Linked DNA regions of Mus musculus: region 1 is linked to region 2. Evidence: chromatin contacts called from public HiChIP or PLAC-seq data. All regions are on one chromosome and are shown on one strand. The core of a region is the stretch at or near the end of the contact, and the rest is flanking DNA. Distances in the headings are between cores, read along the strand shown. Region 1 holds the start of Xylt2 (xylosyltransferase II). Region 2 holds the start of Epn3 (epsin 3).

Region 1 (5,708 bases), core at 1,809-4,308, 180 kb before region 2:
AAACTACAATAAAAGTAAAAGCATCCATCATAGGGACAGACCTGGAAACATGCTTATTACAGCCTTGTGGCACTGACAAGACCTGGGAACCTAAATAATGCCCTCCTCCTTCTCCTCCTCCTTCTTCTATCTAAAGATTATTTATTTATTTCATGTATGTGGGTACACTGTCGCTGTCTTCAGACACACCTGAAGAGGGCGTTGGATCCCCATTACAGATGGTTGTGAGCCACCATGTGGGTGCTGGGAATTGAACTGAGGGCTGAGGGCTGGAGAAATGGCTCAGCGGTTAAGAGCACTGCTGCTCTTCTAGAGGTTCTGAGTTCAATTCCCAGCAACCACATGGTGGCTCACAACCAACTGTAATGGGGATCCAATGCCCTCTTTGGGTGTGTCTGAAGACAGTGACAGTGTATTCACATACATTAAATAAATAAATAGTTATTTTTTAAAAGAGATGAATTAGTTAACCTATTCTACACAACTAGGGGGAATCTCTATGTATTTATGTTAAATAAAGAAGCAAAATGCAAAAAAAATGTTTATAATATGATAGCTTAAAAACACCCCCAACCCCCAATAAAATTATGATCCCTTCAAAGAGTAAAAATGAAACCTGTTTGTAAAATGGCACATTTGTAGTTCTGGCACTTGGGAGGTGGAGGCTGAAGAATCAAAAGTTCAACATATCCTGGGCTACATAGTTACAGGTCAGCCTGGGCTTCGTGAAACTTTGTTTCAGAGAAGATACAACAAAAACAAAGCCATGCGTGCAGGCTCACAGAGAGTCAGCATAGCATAATTTGAATGGTAATTACTCTCTGGGTTGCAAGTGATTCTTAGACAGTGAAAGCTCCTGTGACTACTGTTGCTATGATCAAGGGAAAGAAAGCTGTTTTCCTCGCTGGGGAAAAGTATCGGCAGGTAGCAGTCTCTAGGATCTGATTTAATGTACACACAGGTCGATATTTAATTAACATATCAATTGTTGGCATGTCAACTGATGTTTTTCCAAATCCTTGAAGGCTTAAATTCTCCTAAGTACCCAAAGTGTCATCTGAAACATTGTTTACAATTTCCCTTTTTAACAAGGCACAAACTGGGAGAGGCTTAGAGAAAGTTTACAGAGGTCCATCAAATGACTACACTGCTACATCATTTTCTTTGGTCTGCCCTTTAACCACTCTCCCTTTTGTCTTTAACTTCCTTGTTTATTTTTGTCTGTTTGTTTGTTTTGTTTTTGAGACAGGATTTCTCTGTTGTAGCCCCAGCTGTCCTGGAACTCACTTTGTAAGCCAGCCTTGGCTCAAACTCAGAGTTCCTCCTGCCTCTGCCTCCTAAGTGCTGGGTTATATTAAAGGCACTCACCATCATGCCGTGCTTGTTTCTAAAATTTTTGGACTTTCCTTTTCTTTGGATATAATCTCTTTTCCTAGACCTATTGATTGTGTTTTTTAAATTTTTTTCAATTTAATTTATATGATTTTTTTTCATGTATGTGTGTGTGGAGGTGGGGTCTTATGTGCAGCTGTGCATGCATATCAGAGGTCTGTTTCTCAGAGGCCACCTACTTTGTGATTTTAAGATGAACTCCAGGCTGGCTGGCCAGCCAGCCTCAAAGATACACCTATCTATCTCCCCAGTGCTGGATTTACAATAAAATACTACCACTCCAGGCTTTTTATGTAGGTGCTGGGGACTGAACTTGGGTCCTCACTGAGCCATCTCTTACAGTGGTTCCAAAATCTTCTTTATAACCTTATCACCCTTCCATTCCACGGATGTATAAATTCTTTATGATGCCTTGGGCCTGTTATCCTAGCACTCTGGAAGTGGAGGCGGGTAGATCAGAAGTTCAAGGTCAACCTCAGCTGTATTTTGCTGGCCTGGGATACACGAGACACTATCTCAGACAAACGAAGACAAACTTCTGTTTTGCACTTGGGAGGTAATGATGGGAGAGTCAAGAATTAAAAGCTACTGTAGACAATAAATACTTTACCAAGTTGGTGAGAGTCCTAGTGTAAGGCAGATCAGGCCAGGTAGCACAGCAAGGCAACTGGATCAAATAGCTCGCTTGTTTGTTTACTTAAAATGTGAAGCGTTTCTGCTGTGGGTTTTGTTGCCTCTAGTCACCTTGCTCTGGCAGGCACCTTCTTACCTCCTTCCACTGCCCACCGTGGTCTGCTGGGATCAGGTGAGGCCCCGGGTGTGTTTAGTCCTTACTGGACACGGCTCTTGAACACGCCAGAAAGCAGTATGGTCAACCAGGTGGGTTCTCTCAGCTCCCTACTCTCCTAACATTTACTGAGCTTTAAAGCTGAGGGCCAAGGCTTCAATGGCGAACGAGGCACGTTCGCAGAGAAATTACCACCAGATGCTTAAATTGTGCTAGCGAGGCACAAGCCAAGATGTCACTGATGGGGTGGAGCGAAAACAGCATATGCTAAGGTCTGGTGGGTCTCCAAGCGTGATCCCAGAGCAGCAGCAGCAGCGGAACTTGTTGAAAAATTTAATTCTCGGAGGTTCTAAACTCCAGGAGTGAGAACTGGCGCTGTTTTTTAAATCATCTTCCAGGAGATTCTGACGTAAGCTAGAAGTTGAGAGCCACAACACCAGCAGAGGCCTGAGGATGCTTGGGATGAGAGGTTGCAGAGTGGCAAGTCAATTTCGTGAAGAGCCTCAGAAGTCAGTCAAGGGCCTATGCTTTGTCTTCAGGGATGCGGCCTTCAGATTTTAGGCAGGGCAGGTGGTACTCACACGTCTTGAGAGTGCCAGCATTTCCCAGGGGTGGGGGCCAGCTGACTCCCCCTCCCCCCATGCCCTGCGACACCAGAGCGGTCAGGCCGCAGATCCTCCGCACTCCGGGACAATGCTTTTGCGGTCAGGAAATGATTCTTCCACAGGCAGACACTCATAGAGATGTGGAAAAGACCCCAAGCACAAGACTCAAACCTTGGAGACAGAAACGAGCGGACCGCCTACTGCCCCACGCCCAGCCCACGAGAGGGTGGGGCCTCGGGCCCCGCCCTTTGCCCGCCCATCTGGGCGGAGTGAGGAGGGACTCCGGGGCCCCGCGCCTGTGCGCACGCCCGCGGCCGGTTTGCAGGGCCGGACGCGCGCCCCGCGTCCCGGGCAGGAAGATGGTGGCGAGCGCGCGGGTGCAGAAGCTGGTGCGGCGCTACAAGCTGGCGATCGCCACCGCACTGGCCATCCTGCTGCTGCAGGGCCTGGTGGTGTGGAGCTTCAGCGGCCTGGAGGAGGACGAGCCGGGCGAGGTGCTCCGACGGCCGTGCGGGCGGGCAGGCCGGGCGCGGGGGCGCGCGGGGTCCTGGCGGGGCTGCGGGCGGCCCCGGCCAGGCAAGTGGGGCACGGGCCGCGTGCGAGCAAGGCGCAGGCAGCCTGCTGGAGCCCAGCCTCCGGTCCCCAACGCTCCCTTTACTGGAGGGCCTGGCTGGCTGCGTGAGGGAGCGGTGCGTGACTCGGAGGTCGAGGCGGCCGGCGAACTGGGGGGCGCGAAGGGATGAGCGGGACATGGTGGGATGGTCTCCGTCCCGGGGAACGATGAAGGTCAGGCTCGGGGATCTGGGCTGGGAGGAGCGACTGGGCCCCAGCCTGCTCGGAGGTGGGGAGCCTCAGGCCAAACTTTCTGAAGTTGGGAGGGGGCGGTGGTGTACGTGCTGTGGGCGGAAGAGTGGGGGCCAAGGGACCCTGGGCATTCGTGTTGAGCTGCGCCTGAGAAGCAGCGACTGGTGGTGAAGTGGAGCTCAGGGGGTGGAATTATGGCCTGTGACAAAGTGTATACACGGGAATAGAGTGAACAGGAGTCACCCCAAGGGAAAAAAAATACTGAAGTGTTCTCAAGGCGTGGCTTTCTCAGCCAGGGAAGAACCCTGGTGGATCTTCAGGAGGGGATGGGAATGGAAGGTGAACTGTTGAGTTGGCCTCAGGACATCAAAGGAGGAAAGAGGCATCTCTGGCTCTGGGGTAATGGAGGAGCAGCTGTGAGCTCCAGACCCTGACCCCAGGGATCTGCTTTCTCTTCACTGGTGCTTTTAGTTGCAGACTCAGACACACCCTCCTGGTTGTGTGGTTAGGAGGGGTCCAGTGGGGTCTAGGTCCGTTCTGGAAAGGTGGGGAGGGTCAGTCAAATCAAAGCCCTAAACTGTGGACAGAGATTAGGGGTTCTTGCTTCTGCCCCCCGCCCCCTTGTCCCTGTGTCTCCAAGGCTTCGGGACAGAGGCTCTCTTGTCACATCCTTTTGGGCTTTACCTGGTAGGGTGAAGAAGGCATGGAGCCTAGAAGCCTTCCCTTCCTGCACCTGGTCAGTCCCAAAGACCTGGTGTGGAGACTGGGAGAAGAGCTGCTCTTCCAGTTTTGGGGAGAATCAAGATGCTGAGGGGGTGAGGAGAGGAGGAACTTGGGACCGTCAGCGACTCCAGAAGGCGCCGAAGCCCGTCCTGGGGAAGCTGGCTGTGACTTGTGTAGGAAGAGCTTGTTCTTTGGGCAACTGGGACATCTCTGATGGTGTGGGCCGCAGAAGAGCCCTCTGACCCTCATCTATGTGAGGGGTCAGGCTGATGAGGACTCTGGGGAAGGGCATGTCAGAGAGTCTTCTCCTAAGTACATGGCCCATTGTGGCTGGTGGTTTGAGTCAATGAATGGGCTGAGCCCCTGCTGCTCTGCCCACAGCCAGGGGTGGAGAACCAGAGAGAGGTGAGGGAATTTAGAGTCTTTCCCACCCATCTGGCTGAAGAGAGGGAAGAGAATTTGGAATCTTCCTTCACTCAACACACATACAGACACACACACACATACACCACACCTGGCTGAAGCTGAGAAAGGAATCCTAGACCGGAATGGAGATAGGTCCCTAGCGGCCAAAATGTGGCGTTCTGGCAGCCACCCCAACAGATTGGAGTTGTGAAGCAGGATAGTGTAGTGCTTGTGGAGGTTAGCATGCAAATGAGACCGCTCTCTATGAGGCCTTGTCCTGGCTCTGCTATCAAGCTGACCACCTCCTGTCACTCTCCCTTTTGGGGTAGTAGTAGCACTGATTTTGTCAGATGAAACAGTACCTGTGAACACGTGCAGGACTTCTCCATACCCGCTGAGCTGTCAGGACATAACACATTGTCTTGGCCGTGTACCCTGGGACATACATTCATTCAGTCCATCGGGCAGCACACGGCTAAGTTCTCGACTATCAGGCATGGAACTCAGACTGGGAATACAGAAATCAAGAATGGATGAGGTCCTGGCCTGCAGGGCAGACTGTCTACAGGGAGAGACAGACAGAGAAGGGAAGCCTGAATAACAAGGGGGCTGGCTCAGAGCAGGAGGCTGGGAAAGGCTTCCTTCAGGAAGAGGTGGGCAGGAGAGTTTGAGCAGAAGGTTCTCAGGAGAGTGGGCTGAGCTGCGGATCCTCGGGGGAATGGATAGAGGGTGAGGCACTTTCCCCAGCCATGGCTCCATCCTGTATGGCCAAGAGACCACAGTGAGGGACTTGAGTGGGTTTTATTGTAAGTGCAGTGGGAAAGCCCCCCAGTAGGAGCCAATGAGCATTTAAGGAAAGCACTCTGTGGCCTGTGGAGGGGTGAGAGTGGATACCTGGGATGATCACTAACCCCCAAAGAGACACTTGATGGTATTCAAAGCTTTCCCGCATAGCCTTTCACCGCTTGTTTTAAATGCAATCTAAAAAGTCA
Region 2 (5,939 bases), core at 1,799-4,298:
GAGAGGAAAGAGAGAGAGAGAGAGAGAGAGAGAGAGAGAGAGAGAGAGAGAGGAAGAGAGAGGAAGAGAGGAAGAGAGAGATGAAGGTTGGCCAAAGAAGGATTTCTTAAACAGAAGAAGCAGCAGAGGCAGCAGAGGGAGTGGGCCAACAGAGTGGCAAGGAAGAGAAGCAGTAGACAGGGCATGCGAGGGAGTGGGCAAGAGACTTTGCTGGCCCATGGGGTTTTCTCTGCATGGCAGAAGTCATGCAGAATTCTGCATTGAGAGCAATACAGTCTGAACTTAGGCTTTTGAGGGTAGCTCTAGCTGACTTTTGGAAAACAGACTCCTGGGAAGAGAACGGGGTGAAGTCCTTCCCTTTCTAAAGCTGCTTATACCTGCCCTCAGGCACACACTGGCAGACAGATTTCTTGGGAGAATCCCAAGTAGGATTGGCTCAGTCCTCTTTCTGTTGCTATAACAAAATGCAACAGACCAGGCGATTTGTAAGAAAAGTTTATTTTGGGTCACAGTTCTGTTAGCCAGAAAGCCCGGGAGTGGGGGCTCAAGGGAGAGCCTCGTGTTGCTTCAACTCATGGTAGAAAGATGCTGAAGGGGCAACTGGGCATGTGTAGAAGGTGCGAGGAAGGGAGAGTCATGATTTCTGACAACCGCTAGGACTCATGGATATGAAGACATTCAAGTGATCTGTGAGGGTGGGGCCCTCATGATTCAAACACCTCTTTAAGGTTTCCAGACTTGCCAACACTCACACTGGGAGCAGAGTTTAACATGAGCTCTGGATGCTCCCAAAGGCTAACAAGCGTGAATCTGCTGAGGAAGCATAGTCATGATCTGGTCCTAAGCAATGGGTCCTTAGAGACAGACTCCCGTGGGTCATCTTGGTCTTTTTGTTACTATGGGTGTTTTTTGCTTTTTGTTTTGTTGTTTGTTTTTTGAGGTGTCGGGGAGGTCTAACAAAAGCATGTTCAGTATGTCAGCATATCTAACAGGGATGCTTCATCTTTCACTGATAAGGCATTTGTGGATCTAGGCTTACATTACTGTATATTGTGGGACTGCCATACCCTCAGGTCTCATTTGACCAGAAGTTCTGTTTGATGCTGCCGGTGACATCAGTGAGCTTTCTGATGGCTGACGGGGCCCAGAAAGGAATCATAGGTCCCTGGGGTCTCTGGAGTGTAAACCCCTCTTTCAGTCTATGATACTAAGAGTCGATTTTCTTAGGCTGTGTGGTCTAGCTGCAGTAGAGGGCTCAGTCTTGGAAGCTTCAGTATGTTGATCTATGATCTTACAGGAAGGAGAGTTGGCTTCCGGAAAACCAATACAGAACTGGGACTGAGCCCAGGCCCACTCCAGATCTGAAAACAATTACGTGCAGCAGGTCTCGGAGCAACTTTGGCGTTTCTCTCTCCATCTCGTCTCTCTTAGCAAGACTGATACATTGGAGCCTGCAAAACCGAGCAAACCTTGGCCTCTGATGTCTATCCCTCTCTTCCAGGTCTATGCGTTGCTGGACAACCTGGTGACAGATGTGATGGTCCTGGCTGATGAGCTCAGCTCTACAAAGAATGTTGAAGAGTCTTTACGTTTTTGCAGCTGATTCTTGGACCCAAGCTTCCTCCTGGGAAGATGGTTTGAAAAAAGTCAATAAAGAATCTTTAGGTTCCTACCATTTCCATTTCCATCGTGCCTCTGGGGATGCTGGATCTCAACGGCATCAGGCGAAGGTCTAGGACCTCCTGTATCCCACCTGCTCACATGTGCAGTTCTCAGAGCCACACACACCAGAGAGGTGATGATTAAGGGATAAGCAGAAGAGTTAGTGGGTGGTGGCAGGGCAAGGAATGAAGTCAGGTGACAGGACAAGATGGCCTTTCATAGCAGTTCCCTGCCTCAGGCCTAGACTTTCAGGGCCGTGCTTCCTGAAGCCAACTCAAGTGAGGGACTAGGGAGAGAAGCAGAGATGGCGAGACCTGACTGTCTGAAGGCTTCTACTTCAGCACCCTCCTCATCCTTCAAGATGGCAAAGATGGCACCTGTCAAGCTCTTTAAACCCGGCAGGAACTGGAGCTGAGCTCACACCCACCCCAGATCTGAAGAAACACAAAGGCATAACTCTTTGCTGTACTCCAAGAAACTCTCACAAGTACAGTTTTCCTCTTCCCATTCATTCCCTTTGGGGATCCTTGTCCTAAGCCAGAAGTTAATACTTGAGGCTCTGGTCTGCTAGATCCCTTCCTCCAGTCAACTCATCTGGCCCTGGAACCATTTTTCTGCTATGGGACACTGAAGCAGCAAGGTTGTGGGTTCAAAATCAACCTGAGCTGCATGATGACTCTGAGGCCAGCCTGCGCAATGTCGGGGTGGGGAAGGGAAGGAGGGACCACAACGTTTCAAAACAACAAAAACAGCTTGAAGAATTCCTACTCCTTCCTGGAACAAAGGAATGTGGGACTGTGTAGTAGGTGAAGGGTAACAGCTGGGAAAGCACGCACTGCCTGCTCAGATCATCCCGGGGTTTCTGTTGAAACGACTGTAAACAACTGGTTAGGCTGGGGGTCTCTGGGAGCAGTGGAGGAGTGAGGGAAGCCAGTAGCCAGGGACGCTAGAATTCATACTGAGCTCCCATATGTAAGCATGTAAGCTATGGAACGAGCTTCAGGGCAGGTAGGATCCTCCCGGGAGTTGGAAAGGCAGAGTCCTCAGGCCCCTTGGAGAGGCTGGGGAAGCCAGCTGGGAGTAGGTAAAGACCAGCCCCAGGGAATGTTCTGTCTTCTGCTTTAATGTCGTCCGGCTAGGAGGGTTAAGGCTTGGGATAGGTATTGGAGTGGCCTCCATTCCCACCCTCACCTACTTCTAGCAGAGGAGGTAGGGGAAAGGTTAACTCACTTGAAGGGTAGGAGTGGATGAACTCCAGCTCTGTAAACCTCTGGGGTCACCGGCTGACAAACAGGCCAGCCTCCTCCCCTGAAGGCACCGCCCGGCAGACAGCAGGAAGGGGTTAAACACGCCCGCCCGCCCGTCATCCTGTGTCCTGTTACTGCTGAGGCAGACCTGCCTGGCCAGCTGAACAACTTTCCTCCCGAGAGTGCTGGCCGGCAGGAGTCGAGGAGGCAGCCGCGAGAGTCTGAGCGGCCACCCGCTGGGGGGACCCTGCGGTCCTTCCGAGAGAGAGCTCTGTGCCTTTCGGTCCAAGGTAGAGCTCCCGCGACCAGGGTTTATGGTGGATGGCTCTGGGGCTGCTCCTGAAGCTGTGCCATCCCCATACAAGTCAGAGGGTCACTGCAGAGGCTGCGGGGGCTGGGGCGAGGGAGCCCACTCTGGAGGTAAGCTCCCTCCCGCGCCGCGGTGGCGCCCTGCATGAAGGCGGGGTTGGGGGGTGGGGGTGGGGGCTAGAGTGGGCTCAGGACTTAGTCTCTTTCCCAACCTCTAGAGAGTAAGGCAAGGGCTGTGGAGTACCGGGAGGCTTCTAACCTGCAACTTCTCTACCTTCCTGTTACCCCCAGAAAAGGGGCGCAGGGCCATCTGGAGATTCCTGATAGCGTTTCTCCCAGATCCTGGCACATCTCTGTATTTACACCTTTAACCTCAGAATGACCCTTTAGTCCACTGCTCCCTGGGACACAGCCAACTCAGGTCTGATGAAGCCACACAACCTAGGGCTAGGGAATATCCAGTCCCCCATTCCCTGAGCAGCAGGAAGGACACTGCCACTCCCCCATTGCTTACTCTGGAGCTGATGGGGACAGAAGATGGGGAGGGGTGCTGGCTGATGGGGTGCACACAGACTTTGTCAAATTCCCGTGCATGTGATTGGTTCTTTCCATCTCTCTGAACCTCCACCCTGGGGATGCCATCTGCTTCTTCAGTGCTGACTTTTAGGAATCTCTCCATCCCCCACTCTGGCACCCTTCTGGATTTGTGTCCTGAGAGATCCCACTGCTCCGAATCTCTTTGGGAACCTGTGTGTAGGTGGGAGTCTACACTCTAGCCCCCCCCGCCCCCCCCCCACTTCCTGACTAGCCTGTGCACTCCGCTGGAGTACCCTCCTGCCTTCTTTCCATTTCTGAAGCAGCCTCCCCAGGTCCTGGCTTCTCAATGTCCTTCCCTCCACCTGGCAGGGTCTGGCTCAAGGTCACTGCAGTAATTCCATACCGGCTGCCCAGGGCTGCCGTTGCCGCTGCCGCAGCTGGGTTTGTGTTTCACTCCCTTTTATTCCCGGGCATATTGTGTTCGATAAAACCTTCTGCTTGTAACACCGCTGGCAGGGCTCCCAGCCGCGCCCGCCTCCCGCCTTCCTTCCCTCTCAACTTCAGCTTCAGGCATGCTCTGGGACCTCACCCTGGCTTTCTTCCTCCTTACTGTGTCCCTACTGGGTGAAACACCATCAGAGTCTATGACAGGCTAGGGTGGAGGAGGCTCAGGCATCTTCTTGTGCCTCTGATCCCTTCCTTTCCCCCCAAGTCCAGCAAAGGTGTGTCCACAATGTCCACCTTGCTCCTAGGAGAAAAATCCAGGAAGGGCCATGGAGCCTACACAAAAGGTCCCTTTTCCATGGAGGCTGGCTGTATTCACCCTGGCAAAGTAGGAAGGCCTAGGAAGCCAGGCCCAGGTAGGGCTCTGGTGGAGTCAGGATGTCTGATCTGACTGGTTCTGCCAATTCCAGCGGCCAGCAGGGAGGAGCATGTACACCAACCAGGGCGGGCTTCGTGCACAATTATTCCCCGTCTTGACTCTGCTGCTGCCAGCCCGCCCTCCCACTGGGGAGGTGAGCACAGGCCTGAGTCATTAGTAAGGGGGAGGGCAGGAGTTTAACAAGTTGTGGCTGTGGCATTCCCACAGAAGGCCAGCCGGACAGAAAGACAGAAAGACGGAAGGTAGGCAACACTATGGGCCAGTGGGGATCTGATTTCCACACAATTCCATCCTTTGGCTCAAGACTGGGACCTGTGAAGACTTGTGGGTACTTTGAACTGAGCTGATCTTTCACTTGTGGGTGCTGTAAGGGCAAACTTCCTATGTCCCCCTCTCTGTTCAGGAGGCTGGGACAGCTAAGGCCCAACAGTAGGGACTGGAGGGTGATCTGGGGAAGGTATCATACCTATCTATGGCTGACAGGAGGTGGGGAGGTCATGGAGAAAGGGGAGTTTTTGCTGATCCAGCTTCTATGTGTGTGTGTGTATACAAATGTATTCATGTGTAAAACTATATTAGTGCCATGTGCTGGCAGAGGGCTCCCACTTTGGGTTTCTGGTAAGTCCCACGGGGGTGGGGGGGTATTACTCTTCTTTGGTTTCTGAGGCTGTGGAAAGACATGTGACTGATTCTCCTGAGTCGGCCTCCATTAGGCTATCAGAGGTCTTGTGTATGCCTGAGGTCTTGGTAGTTTGCTTGGACTGCCCCTGCCCTCAGGGAACTTCCATTCTGCCCGAAAAGGTGGTTCCAAGACAAGTAATTAGATGAATTAATTAGCAAACTAGGTGACAACAGCAATAAGTATTGAATTAGTCTCAAGGAGACCTAGGTGTTGTCAAGTCTCGGCCCTGCCACCTACATGGTCTGTGACATAGGCGGGTCACAGCAGCCCTGTGTGTAGGCCAGCGGGTGGTGGCTGAGTCTCTGGAGAGAAGCAGCCTTCCAGGCATGCTCCTTCCCCTGGCTGTCTGATCAGGTGACAGATTCCTGGCCTTGCTGGTCCCCTACATCTTCTTGATTTTCCCTGTTGCGCTTCCCTCGAGTGCCACCTCCTTTAGAGGTTTCCCAGTATGTCCCTTGCTTGTGCCTTCCTTATGTATCTATGTCCTTTCTCTTGGATGTGGGTGCTCTACAAGCAGATGGTGGGGGTCGGAAAGGACTCCCAGAAAATGGGTGTTGAATGAATCAAAATATGAAAGTTGGTCATCTGAGGAAAAAAAAAGGATGAAGGGCTAAATTGG

Evidence for each region. HiChIP or PLAC-seq counts read pairs in DNA pulled down with a chosen protein or histone mark.
Region 1: a contact with region 2 is called in a FOXA1 HiChIP or PLAC-seq map of pancreatic cancer cells. The contact joins the promoter of Xylt2 here to the promoter of Epn3 in region 2. A contact is called at or near these places in 1 of 115 datasets of contacts at active chromatin or transcription factors (pancreatic cancer cells) and 3 of 9 other capture datasets (adipose tissue, liver and pancreatic islet).

What each region holds. Positions count from the first base shown.
Region 1 is chr11:94,674,843-94,680,550 of GRCm38.p6, reverse strand. Xylt2 (xylosyltransferase II) reads left to right here and starts at 3,058. Exons shown (of 11, transcript NM_145828.3): 1 at 3,058-3,278. The coding sequence starts at 3,144.
Region 2 is chr11:94,497,083-94,503,021 of GRCm38.p6, reverse strand. It overlaps Epn3 (epsin 3), which reads left to right and starts at 3,048. Exons shown (of 10, transcript NM_027984.3): 1 at 3,048-3,329. Gm51873 (a long non-coding RNA gene) reads right to left here and starts at 3,982. Exons shown (of 2, transcript XR_003949592.1): 1 at 2,893-3,982; 2 at 1-1,624. It overlaps Mycbpap (MYCBP associated protein), which reads left to right. Exons shown (of 19, transcript NM_170671.2): 19 at 1,502-1,675. The coding sequence ends at 1,603.